Linked DNA regions of Sus scrofa: all the other regions are linked to region 1. A link is a contact called in public Hi-C data. All regions are on one chromosome and are shown on one strand. The core of a region is the stretch at or near the end of the contact, and the rest is flanking DNA. Distances in the headings are between cores, read along the strand shown. Region 1 holds the start of CCDC88A (girdin). Region 2 holds the start of LOC100514282 (prolyl-tRNA synthetase associated domain-containing protein 1). Region 3 holds the start of CCDC85A (coiled-coil domain-containing protein 85A).

The links. A called contact is a pair of places that touch in the nucleus more often than the background predicts.
Region 2: a contact with region 1 is called in a Hi-C map of alveolar macrophages, with 1.6 times the contacts expected there. The contact joins the promoter of LOC100514282 here to the promoter of CCDC88A in region 1. A contact is called at or near these places in 1 of 5 promoter capture datasets (liver), 9 of 47 Hi-C or Micro-C datasets (alveolar macrophages, embryonic fibroblasts, heart right ventricle and 4 more) and 2 of 2 datasets of contacts at active chromatin or transcription factors (alveolar macrophages and skeletal muscle).
Region 3: a contact with region 1 is called in a Hi-C map of skeletal muscle, with 4 times the contacts expected there. The contact joins the promoter of CCDC85A here to the promoter of CCDC88A in region 1. A contact is called at or near these places in 3 of 47 Hi-C or Micro-C datasets (heart right ventricle, liver and skeletal muscle) and 2 of 2 datasets of contacts at active chromatin or transcription factors (alveolar macrophages and skeletal muscle).

What each region holds. Positions count from the first base shown.
Region 1 is chr3:85,808,487-85,812,636 of Sscrofa11.1, reverse strand. CCDC88A (girdin) reads right to left here and starts at 1,594. Exons shown (of 39, transcript XR_002342714.1): 1 at 690-1,594; 2 at 490-590.
Region 2 is chr3:85,945,062-85,948,870 of Sscrofa11.1, reverse strand. LOC100514282 (prolyl-tRNA synthetase associated domain-containing protein 1) reads left to right here and starts at 1,293. Exons shown (of 2, transcript XM_003125134.6): 1 at 1,293-1,445; 2 at 3,009-3,527. The coding sequence starts at 1,362. The coding sequence ends at 3,440. CCDC88A (girdin) reads right to left here. Exons shown (of 39, transcript XR_002342714.1): 32 at 1-92. MTIF2 (translation initiation factor IF-2, mitochondrial) reads right to left here and starts at 1,254. Exons shown (of 16, transcript XM_021087524.1): 1 at 1,003-1,254.
Region 3 is chr3:85,647,060-85,651,468 of Sscrofa11.1, reverse strand. It overlaps CCDC85A (coiled-coil domain-containing protein 85A), which reads left to right and starts at 1,615. Exons shown (of 18, transcript XR_002342946.1): 1 at 1,615-1,792. It overlaps PPP4R3B (protein phosphatase 4 regulatory subunit 3B), which reads right to left and starts at 1,405. Exons shown (of 17, transcript NM_001244675.1): 1 at 1,371-1,405; 2 at 909-1,153. The coding sequence starts at 1,050.

The DNA.
Region 1 (4,150 bases), core at 345-2,844:
AGAACTGTTGTCTGAAATTCTCTCCTCCGAAATCTGTTATTACTTCATCAGTTTCAAAATTTGAGCCATTTATTTTTAGACACAAAGGTTAATAAGAAACATTTCTGCACCAAATGCACATAACTTCACAGTAAAGGCTTTTTCCCCCCTTAGGAAACTATTCTAATTCTCCTCCTCATTTTACCAAATTATCAAAGAGGACACAACGTGGTTTGGATTTCAGCACTGAAGACAATAAGTGACAATGCACGATTTGCAGAAGGGAAAATTAAAGTTTCACAATTTTAACAGGCATAATTACTGGTTGTGATAAATGGGCTGGGCGTAAGATTACTACTCCTTTCAAGGTCCAATTCTAAAAACCACCTGAATTTTTCCGTCCAAAGAACTAAATTAGGATCTTAAAATACAAAGTCTCTAAGTTCACAGTATGCCATTTAAAAAAAAAAAAAAAGAATTGTCTAGAAAGAAAAAAAGAAGAACACTTACATTTGGAGCATAACTTGGTTCAAGAATACCCCATCCACCAAAGCCACATATTCGTCCAGGTTGGTCACATTTCCTGCAGCCAGAGGTCCAAACGTTTTAACCTAGAACAGAATGATGATCATCACGACACGAACGCCCACCTCCATCTCTGCAGGCACAAATAATGCAGCTAAATACACAAAAAATAACGCCCCACTTACCCAAGTGACCAAGGGACTGGTCATGAACTGCTCCAGAAGGGGAGTAAAAATCTCGTTCTCCATTTTACAGATAATGTACTTGAAAAAAGGAACTATCACAAAAATAAGCCTAAGGAATTGGTCACTAAACGCTAAAGTGAGTAGAAATCAATTAAAGTCCATTTTGGCATAGGATGAAAATCCCATCGTGGAGGGGAGAAAAACTCTCCCACCTCAAAAAACACCCCAGGGGGAACCGAGCTGAAATCCTGGTAAGCGGATTCGATAGCAACCACGAGCGGTAGCCTGCGCTGGAAATGTCTGTACCGGGCGAGGAGGGGCAGAGAAAAGGCATCTGGAGGAGGAGGAAGGGAGAAGGGGCTGGAACAGCAAGACAAAAAGCCCGTCAAGGTTGCCCAGCTCCTGGAGGAGCCAGACCTGCGAGGCTGCCCCCAATGAATTAATCCCAGTGTGGGATAAATGAAATCTCACGTTAGATACTACGTTAAAGGTTCTTAGCTGCCGCCAGGCTCGACCTCCGCGTTCTCCTCAACACGTTCCACCCACCAGTGGGCATGGAGCCGCTTTGACCCTCAGAGCCTCCCCAGCCCGCAGCCCCTCACCAACGACAGGCAGGGCTCGCCCCTTCCCCCCGAGCACACACCATCCTTTCGCCGACCCTGAGCCTTGCCGCCTGCCCCCTTCCCCTCCCGGGGGTGGGGGCTTGAATGTGTGTCCCTAAGCCCCCAGTTTCCCGAGCCCTGCCAGCCTTTTCAGCGCGCCTCTGGGAAGCCCTGGCACAAAATCACCGCCGCGCTCCAGCCTCCTCCTCCGCCCTCTCTGGAGGAGCCGGAGTAACGGCCTCAGAACCGCAGTGCCGCATCACACCCCGCTCCTCGCCTACCAACCAGCGCCGCCAGCCCGCCGTCAAAGAGAGCGAGTGCTCCTTCCGCGCCCATATCCTTCCGCCGGCTCCCCGCCCCTCCCGCGCCGCAGCCTCTGGATTGTGGGAGAAGAAAAACCGCTGCATGAGCGCGCTCCCGAGCGCGCGCACCCCGGCCCGGCCCCCGCCGCCGCCCAGATCCTGGCGGCGGGCGCGGCGTGGACGCGCGCTCGCTGCAGCTGCTGCGGCGGCCCGGGCCTCGCGCGCTCCCAGGACGGTTGCCAGGGCCTGGGGGGCGGGGATGGGGAAGGCTGAGGAAGGGGTCTCTGTCTGCTAGCTCGTTCTGCCTAATTATGGTTTATTTCCTCCCTGAGTGCCTTCTTTGATGTGTGAAGGAAAGGGAACGAAATCCCTCCCTTTTAAACATGAGGGATGCAGACAGCTTTTTTCGGACAGTTAGATTTGATCTGTTAAGCGTGATCTCTCCAGCAAAACGGAATAGGAAAACTCACTGCAGTAAATCGCAAACGACGGACCTGAGCTGGAAAGTTAGTGGGTTGTTTTTTTTTGTTTTGTTTTTTTTTCCTTTTTTCTTCTCCTAAACACACACACACAAAAACAAAAAACCAGTCCACGAAAGCAGGCATGCTCTTCAAAGTTGCAAGTGCATGTAGTAGGATTTCAAATAACCAAAGTCTTAAAACGTGTTGATATTTCCTGACTGGTGCAAACGTGATTCAGACATTGTTGTTTGACTATTTGGTGATTGAAAAAAATCCAAACAAAATCAAGAGCTACTAAGAGGAAACATTTGGAAGTCATCCAATTTGGGTGACAAATAAACAGATTACATATTTGTCATAAATCTCAATGCTGTGCACGACTAGAACCATCAAAGTAATTTTAACAGTTCCCCAGCAAAATCAAGTGTTACTCCTCATTTTGAAGGAAAATAAATATCTTTTCCCTGGGACAAAATGTCATGTAAAACAATTTTTTTGAGAAAAAATATATTATAGTTTTCAACGTGTGCCGTTTACATTTACATAAATATCTGCTTTGAATACTTATATTTTAAATTAGCAGTAAAAATGTTTTTGTCATAACACTAAATTAAGAACAGCACAATTTCTTAATTAGGTTGTTAAGAGCCTGGGCTCTAGAGTCTTCCTGCCGGATTCAAATCCAGGCTCAGATACTTAACAGCTGTGTGAGCATAGGCATGTCTCTGAACCTCTCTGAGATTCATTTCCTTCATGTGTAAAGCAGGGTTAAATTAATAGAGTTAAATTAAGTGGCAACTTACAGTAAGTGCTTTGTAATTGTTATTGGTGGGTTTTTTTTAATCATTTTTGCACTCAAATTAAAAATCTTGAGGAAAAAACTTGAAATGCAACCTCTCTTACTTCAGTTGCAGGAGAAAGAATCTTGCTTTAGAAAGCAGGGAAATGTCCTTCTCAAATCATCTTAATTAAAATGAGGATACATTCATGTGACACTTAGCTAGGTGGTATTCAGAGTAGAATCTTACATTGCCCTGGCCTACCCATGACTTGGGTCATCCTGGTTGCTAGCAATCTTTTCCTTCTGCTCTTGATGACTCTTTCTTAATCACAATCCTTTATTTGGAAACATAGACCAAGAGTGAGCAGGCACCAAGAAGGAAGTATTGATTTCAGGAAGAGTCTGATGCCCAACATGTCCACTTTTCTTTGTAATCCCTCAGAAGCTCAACTAAACAACATGGAAGTGTTCATGCCTGTAGTGTGGTTTATCTGCAGACAAACCAGAACTTCTTCATTCATTAAAAAAAAAAAAAAAAAAAACCATCAGGTTTAACACCAAGTCCAAGTTAAGTGCATTTGGGGCAGCAGTGACTGAAGAGTCAGCACAGGAGTTGTATGTTAAAATGTCATTTCTTGCCCTCTTTACATTTAGTAGCTAACCCTCACAGAAATCTGGATTCCCCTTTAGAACCAGATGGCCCCAGATGCTTCCTGGTCTATCTTTAGGCTTTACACACACACACACACACACACACACACACACACACACACTCTCCCTCTCTCTCCCTCTCTCTCTCTCTCTCTCTCTCTCTCTCTCTCTCTCTCTCAACAAAGAAACATGAGGAGTTAATTGTAAAAACAGGAAGCTTTAGACCAGACTGAGGTCTGGAGTAACTTATTTGAAAACCTATGAATTCACAATTCCCTAGTTCAACAGCAGCCTTAGAAATTCTCTATGATCTCTCAAGAGGACAATCAGGAAACTTCTCTGTCTGGTAAAAGAGGAATTGTACATTATACACAGTTTAATGGTCTTTGGATTGCAACATCCTGTAATATTAAATCCAAAAGTTTCCTCCTATCCTCTTTTCACTTTGGAAGAGAGTTCTCAAGATTTCTTCAAGGTACTTTTGTTTTGTGCTTAATAGTCATTTGTCCTGAATTTATCCTTTCTTAAAATGTTAAATTTCCCAGGAAAGGACTTTGGAAAAATCATGCCCACCTGGTTAGGATCTCAGTTATTAGCTCCAGTTTCTTCTAATAAGAAAGTAAATGGTTGGAATGAACCATGATGCAATTTAGGAATCACTAGA
Region 2 (3,809 bases), core at 44-2,543, 140 kb before region 1:
CCCAAGGTCTACTGGAATTAGATCTTCTGCCATCTTGCGCCTAGTTAGTTCTAACAAGCACTTATTTTTCTTTTTGCAACTTCCTCCTGAAACTTGGATAAGAGTTTCCATTCAAGGGAGAGGCAGGTGTGTGATTCTGGAGCATTGGTAACAATGAGGCTTAATCTAAATCCATAAATTAAACTCTAGTGGAATTTTAGGCCTCATTCAAGCAGGGAGTGACAGTTTTGCAGGATAGTGTAGCAGCCCACAAAGAGGTAGGCAGAGTGTCTCTGAAAGAGGTGAGTTGTGGCTGTCACATTTAATTATTTCAAAGGAGAGGAGGCGTTTCTGTGGTGGCTCAGCTGTTAGGAACCTGACTAGGATCCATGAGGATGAGGGTTCGATCCCTGGCCTCTCTCAGGGTTAAGGATGGGCGTTGCCTTGAGCTATGGTGTGGGTCACAGATGCAGTTCAGATCATGCGTTGCTGTGGCTGTGGCATAGGCCGTCAGCTACAGCTCCAATTCACTCCCAGCCTGGGAAATTCCACATGCCTTGGGAGAGGCAAAAAAAAAAAAAAAAAAAAAAAAGGCTAGGGATTTTGTCTTCTTTTGTCTGTAGATTCACAACCTCAGGGAGTTTCCCTGGTGAAGGTCGTCCCCCCCACCCCTCCCACCACCACTCCTCCTAGGAGGGCATAGAAAGACGGAAGAGGCTGGGCAATACAAGTTGGTGGGTGGAAGTTTTAGTAAGTAAGGGAATTTATATAGGTGGTCTTTCTTGGGCGCTCACCCAGCAGAATCTTAAGGGTTTATAAAGAGGCCTTGAGGAGGAGGTGTGCGTGTTTAAGCTACCTCAAAACTGCAGGTAGTTTCAATAACACAGGCTGCATCCTCTCAAGACAGAATCCTTCAACTAGTACCTGGCACAGAAAATACATTACAAGGACAGAGGAAGGGGTAGGAGCCTCTAACTGCCTTGATAAACCTGCTATGGCGTCCAATCCATGCCCAGTACTCACTGAACTGAATTGTTAGCTGGCTGTGATTCTGTTTAAATGGAAGATATGCTGGAAGTAGGAAACCGAGATTATCGAGGGCTGTGAGAATGCAGGCTCCTCCCTCTGCTGGGACACGCGGTAAGGAACCCTTCAGATTTGGTAAGGCTGTCCTTGCGGACCTGGATGATTTCCAGGAAAAAGCCAAAGCCACAGAAAAGAGCGAAAACGCCGCAACCCCGCCTCCGGAAGGTGCCTGCTCTCGGCTGGCAGCACCGACCCGAGTCCTTCCAGGCACTTCCGCTCGGCCTGCAGCCCGCCGGGTGGGGGAAGGCCACGCCCAGTTCCTCTTCCGGGTCTCTAGCTACTGCCACGAAGGCAGCATGTCAGGCTCAGAGTTGCGCGCGGCGCTGGAGCAGCGGCTCAGTGCCCTGGCCATCCGCACAGAGATCGTGGAGCACCCGGAGGTGAGGCGCTCTCGGTGGGACGGCTGCAGGAGTGGGTGGGCTCCGCTGCAGCGTCTGTCCCGCGAAGTCGCTAAGGCTAGTTGGCCCAGGGGTAGTGTACCTTAGAAACGTACGTTTTAAGGCATTTGCCGGGATCCAGACTACATCAAGGGACCAGAATGCAACATCAAAGGCCTGTCCACGTGGGCCTCGTATTGTAAAAAAGGTTATGTTTTCCTCTTGGAGTGACTTGATTTTCTGTGGAGAACTAGTGCAACATATTAGGAACTCGTGTGGAACTCGTTAGGAACTGGTGTGGGATGTTAGTCAGTGTGTCCACTTTATGGGTAGATACATTTGCCCAGCAGTAAACTGCTTCTCCAGTGGCTATGATGTATCAGGCATCATGCATACATGACACCAAGATATTTTTATTTATTCATTTGTTTTTGGGGCTGCACCATAGGCATATGGAAGTTCCCAGTCCAATGGGAGCTAGAGCTGCCAGCTACGCCACAGCAATGGCAGGATCCGAGCCACGTTTGGGACCTACACCACATCTCCTGCCAATCCGGGAACTCCAACCCACTGAGCGAAGCCGGGGATTGACCCTACATCCTCATGTATACTAGTCAGATTCCTTTCAGCTGCGCCACAACGGCAACTCCAGAGTTTGGTATTTTTAAACATAATTTAGTGTATTGATGGGCAGATACTCTGCAAATATCTCACCTAGCCAATATGTAACCTGAGTAGTGTAGGGACATAAAAGTTTTTGCCGGAGGCTTGAGTAACAGCTAAATGATAATTAGCTAAATATGGTGATGGTTTTTAAAGGGTATAGAAATACATTAAAACTGTGTCATTTTCCATGACCCTTCCCTTTCCCTTATTTTGGCTTTCTCTGGCCACATTTGTGGCATATATTTCTCAGGCTAGGGTCCAATTGAAACTACAGCTGCTGGATTACAACACAGCCACAGCCACATCCAACATGTCTGCGACCTACGCTGCAGCTCACAGCAATGCTGGATCCCTAACCCACAGAGTTCGTCCAGGGATCAAACTGGCATCCTCATGGATACCGGTTGGATTCTTAGTCCACTGAGCCACAACGGGAACTCCCTTCCCTTCCCTTATAGTCCACATACTCTTCCTGTTTTTTTACTTTGTATATTGGGCAGGTGTTCCTGCCCTCTCACCTCTGCAGTTATCAGTAGAGGGGAGTTTGTCACATGGTCTGGATGTAATGGAATGCCAAGAAATCGGAGTCTGGGCTGCTATAAACTTTACCAAATTTTAAGGGAAAAACAAAGGATTTTAGGAATGTGAAGGCGTGGCCTAAGAGAACTGGCTTAGAACAGAGAATAGAGAACTGGCCTAGGAGAAGTTGCTTAAAGTCCTGAGATGAGATATTATTGGGTAATGGACTGGGAATAGGTCTCTACCAGTGAAATCCAGGGCACTTGAGTAACCTGGATTTTAACCTTGCTGTTTTCACCCATCAAGCAAAATACATACAAGTGTAGTGTGCAGTATGTATATACATGCATGTTTTTAAACTTCTCATGTGATATCTTACAGGTGTTTACAGTTGAAGAAATGATGCCTCATATCCAACATTTGAAAGGAGCACATAGTAAGAACTTATTTCTTAAAGACAAAAAGAAAAAAGGCTATTGGCTGGTGACAGTTCTTCATGATAGACAAATCAATTTAAATGATCTTGCCAAGCAGTTAGGTGTTGGGAGTGGAAATCTGCGGTTTGCTGATGAAACAGCCATGCTAGAAAAACTGAAAGTTGTCCAAGGCTGTGCGACACCATTGGCACTCTTCTGTGATGATGGAGATGTGAAATTTGTTCTGGATTCTGCTTTTCTGGAAGGTGGACATGAAAAGGTATACTTTCATCCAATGACCAACACTGCAACCATGGGACTGAGCCCTGAAGACTTTCTCACATTTGTAAAGAACACAGGACATGATCCCATAATACTAAATTTTGATAAAAACTAATTAGGCTAATGCTTAAAATACATTTATTCCTGAAAGGTGATTTTCTTGTAATTTATAAAGAGCATTAAAAGTCATATAATATATATAGCACCTTGATTTGGGGACTACCTAAACTATTTTAGGGGCAATATTTTACTTACTTTTTTCTAACGGCCTCACTTGCAGCATATGAAAGTTCCCAGGCTAGGAGTTGAATCTGAGCTGCAGCTGCTGGCCTACATCACGGCCACAGCAATGCCAGATCCAGACTGCATCTGTGACCTATACCGAAGCTTGTGGCAATGCTGGATCCTTAACCCACTGAGCAAGGCCAGGGATCAAACTTGCATCCTCATGGATACTAGTAAAGTTCTTAACTCACTGAGCCTC
Region 3 (4,409 bases), core at 366-2,865, 160 kb after region 1:
CATTTCTTTTTCTCCTTAGGAACAAAAGGAAGAACACCTTATGTAAAAACAAATGTCCATGACTATTTAAAATAAAAAGGAAAGTGCGAGAGTACAAAATATGCCAAGAATAAACCAAAGATTGCTATTTTTCTTTTATCTGTACATATCAGTTGTTCAAATCTAGGCGTTCAGATTACAATGAGAAAAGTGTTTTAATTAGGGCTCAACATTTTATAATTTAAGAATATTTTACAGGTGACTCGTACAATAAATCAACGAATACAAGTTTACAATCTGCCTGGTGTCCTAACTTGTTTAGGGTGTAAAGTATCCACTTTTTCACAGCACTCTCTACAAAGGTAGCCTGGAGGGATCCCAGACTGAAGATGTATGTGCTTGTGCGTGCATGTATCTTGTCAACAGCCTGCAATAACCCCAGGAAAAGGTGCCTCTTGTTTTTCCCCAGCACCTGTCGACTGTGGCATCTGAAGCTCGTTAGTAAAACGAGTTAAAAAAAAAAAAAACACGCAGAAAGTAAAGTTTCACTAAGCCTTTTGTACCAGGCATATAATGGATAAAAAAATAACGGGAGTCGGGGACGGTCAGCTCCCCCGAAGGAGATTCACTACCTAGTCTTCCATCTCTTCCTCCCTTCTCTCTCACACTTTCCCCTGCTCAAGAGGCGAGACTGGAGAAGAACGGGTCAAATGTTTAACAAGGATGGTAGGCGGGGGAACAGAGAATCGGCGTCTGACCGAGGGTAAATCCAGACAAAGTTGTTTCCTTCAACGCACTGAAGTGCACGCACAAAACCAATGCGCTGTCCTAAGTGGTTGTAGTAACAGTACCCGGCCCAGGGCCTAAACGCCAGGGCTGTGCCCAAACCGGAGGCATTGTCCCCTATCCTACGGTTCCAATAACCTTACCGTCGGACTCTGCCCGAACCAGCAGCGACATCCCCTTGAGCTCCTCCACATAAGTGGAGGAGACGTGCCCGGTGCCTCGGTCGTCCCATTGCCGGTCTTCGTTCAGGGTATAGACCTTCACTCGCCGCCTCGTATCCGACATGGTGGCTGCTGTCCCCACTACTCCAGCCGCCGCCTCCTCGTTCACCTAGTCCGCCTCTCTCACTCTTGAGAAACGGTAGCGGCGGTGGCGGCAGCGGCGGCGGCGGCGGCTCCGGAGAGGCCTGAGTTCACCATGGCTCCCAAGGTTCAGCCGCGGGAAAGGACAACACGAGCCACTGAGACCTTTCCGCCTGGAGTCCCGGTTTCCTCTCACTTCACCCCCGCTCACACCCACCCTCCCCGCCCTTTGACCCCCAGAGCTCTCTAGCTCTCCCGCCGCAGCCACCGCCGCCGCCGCCGCCGCCGCCGCCGCCGCCGCGGTAACTGCTACAGATCCGCCATCTTGTAACCCGATTCTCTCTGCCTTTCTCTTCCTCCTCCAGCAAGCTCGCACGGGCTGTCCTAGCAGGGGCTACGGCGGCCGACAAGTCCAACATGCATCGCCTCGGTTTCTGCATGCGCTTCCCGGGCTGGACCGTACTCGGTTTTCTCGCGATGCAGGGTACTGGGCTGAGGTGGGAGGGCCTAAGTGCGACTTTCTCCTCTCTCGACCCCGCCTACTGGCGCGTGATCTCGGCTGGGAGGGCGGTTCTCGCGAGCCTCCAGTCACGGCTGGTACCGCGAGACTCTTCTCTGTGCAGACCGCCAGAACCGAGTTGTGGATGCGGCTTCCGGCGGTTGCTGTCTGTGACAGGCGTGTGGAAGAGCCAAGCTCTGTGGAAAAAACAGAGCAAATCTGGGAGGTACGCATCCTTGGACAGGACTTACTCTGAGCCAAAGGGAAGAAAATGTGCTCGCACTCCTTAATGGAAGCTCACCCTGTCAGCCTGTAGGAGAAAAACAGTTAAAACCTCTTGTCTGTGAAGACTTTAGGAATTTAAAATGTCTAATGCGACCCCAAACCCACTGCAATTCGTAGTGGAGTCTGTTATAGTTAAGCATTTCCTCAGGAAGTGTTCGTGTTTGTCCAGAAGATTGTAACATCGTACAAAGGTGTGACAGTTTCTTATTTCCTGCCCAGGCGTTTTGCCGTTATGCTTTTGGTGGCTGGCCATTGGAAAGCATACTTTCCGCTTTGTGAAAATATGGTGTTCTTCCCTAATTTGTAATCTCGGAAAATGAGTCTTCAGATAAGTTTAGGGAACTGGCGGGAACTACCTGCCTAACTTATCTAAGCATTGTTTTTGATATTTTTGAGTTTCTCTTCCTGGCATTTCTTGCATTCTCTCTCGGGAAGACTTCTGCACTGAGGAAGAAATTCTTTTGGCGTTTACATTAGTTGTCAAACAACAGATTAATTTTCAAACATTGCACGGTGGATACGGGTGAACTGAGCAGTCATTTATTTCAATCCTTGTTTTCTTGATAGACTCCTTTTATTCGTTTTTTTAAGGACAGTTCTTGCCGCTAGCTCTTTACAGCTCTTTAGTCTGAAAGGTGAAAATCAGGCGAAATGCACGTTTTGCTGCAGCGCATCTTGGGAGTTGTAGTCATCCTAATCCATGGTTTGTCGAAACGTGCTTATGTTTTGACTAGATCTTGTGTGTACACCCTTCCGCATTGCACTGAAACGTGAGAATGTTTTAGAGCAGATGCCTGATAAAAAATACTCATTTCAAAATCTGGATACATAGGATTCGTATAGGATTTTTTTTTTTTTTTTTTAATCTAAAGAGGACCTAAGAGGAGTTCCCGTCGTGGGTCAGTGGTTAACGAATCCGACTAGGAACCGTGAGGTTGCGGGTTCAATCCCTGGCCTTGCTCAGTGGGTTAAGGATCTGGCGTTGCCAGCGTTGCCCTGAGCTGTGGTGTAGGTTGCAGACGCGGCTGGGATCCCGGCGTTGCTGTGGCTCTGGCGTAGGCAGGTGGCTACAGCTCCGATTAGACCCCTAGCCTGGGAACCTCCCATATGCCGCAGAAGCGACCCTAGAAATGGCAAAAAGACAATTAAAAAAAAATAAAAAAAATAAAGAGGACCTAAGAAAATATACTTGAATTAATACACGTAGCAATAGAGCCCGTTAATTGCTCTGATCGATGTGGACTAAATGTGTTTGGAGTCCAGAGGAAATAACATTTCTGTCTTGGGTCAGAGAAGGCTTCACAGATAAATTTTGGGTCTGATGTTAGAGGATTCCCTGAGTGTGAGTTTGGCTTGAAGGGTATTCAAGGCTGAGGGGGCTAGGTGAACAAAGTCGTAATGTGTTACTGGCCTAAAAAATCTTGTATGTGTCATGTATTAAGTTAAAGGAATGAGAACTATACAGCAGCCACTTTGACTATACATGTTAAGAATTTAATACCCTACAAATAAGATCTAATACTGGAAAAAACTGAAATAAGTCATTTCTTGTGTTGAATCATTTAACAAGTATTTGATGAACATGTACTATGTGCTAGACAGTGAATAAATCGAAGAAGTTCCTCTTCTCATGGAGCTTACATTTTAGAGCAGGAAGATAATAAACAGATGCCAGGGACTGATAAATATTATGACCAAAAACTAAGAGTAGCAAAAGGTTAGAGAGTGGGTTTGAGAGAGGTAATGGTGTTTATTGAGGAAGGTCTTGGAGGGGTGGCATGCAGCCATGGATTTCCCTCAGGGAAGAGAGAGCCAGGAAGCAGGAATGACACATATGAAAGCTTTGAGGCTGTAGCATGCTGCATGGGTGAGAGGGATAGCAGGGAAACCATTGTGATTGTAGTGGAGCGAGAAAGAGGGAAAATAGTGGGAAATAAGGTTGGGAGTGGGAGAGAGGCTGTTTTAAAGCTCCTTGAATTTTACTTTGAATGAGTTACACATACACTAAAGAGTTCTGAAATGAGTAACATGATCTTTCTGAACAGTGTTTCAAAGCATCCCTCCCATCTTCCATGCCTTTAATATCTCTTTTCTCTAAATATCTGAAAGGAAGGAACAGTTTAACCCTTAGGACTCATCTCTGGCCCTTGCTGGATCCTCAGGCATATGCTCTTGTTTTTTCTTCCACTAGGTCACAGGGATTCCCTCTTCTACTGTAACAGGCCTATCTCTAACATTTCTAAGGTCCGGGACAAGCCTGCAAATGGAAAACCATATACTGTACTTCTAAAGATTTAAGATTTACTTATTTATTTATTTATTTTGTATTTTTAGGGCTGCACCCATGGCATATGGAGGTTCCCAGGCTAGGGGGTCTAATTGGAGCTACAGCTGCTGGCCTATGCCACAGCCACAGCAGTGCCAGATCCTGAACTGTGTCTGTGACCTGCACCACAGCTCACGGCAAAGCTGGATCCTCAACCCACTGAGTGAGGCCAGGGGTCCAACCTGCAACTTCATGGTTCCTAGTTGGATTCGTTTCTGCTGCACCACAATGG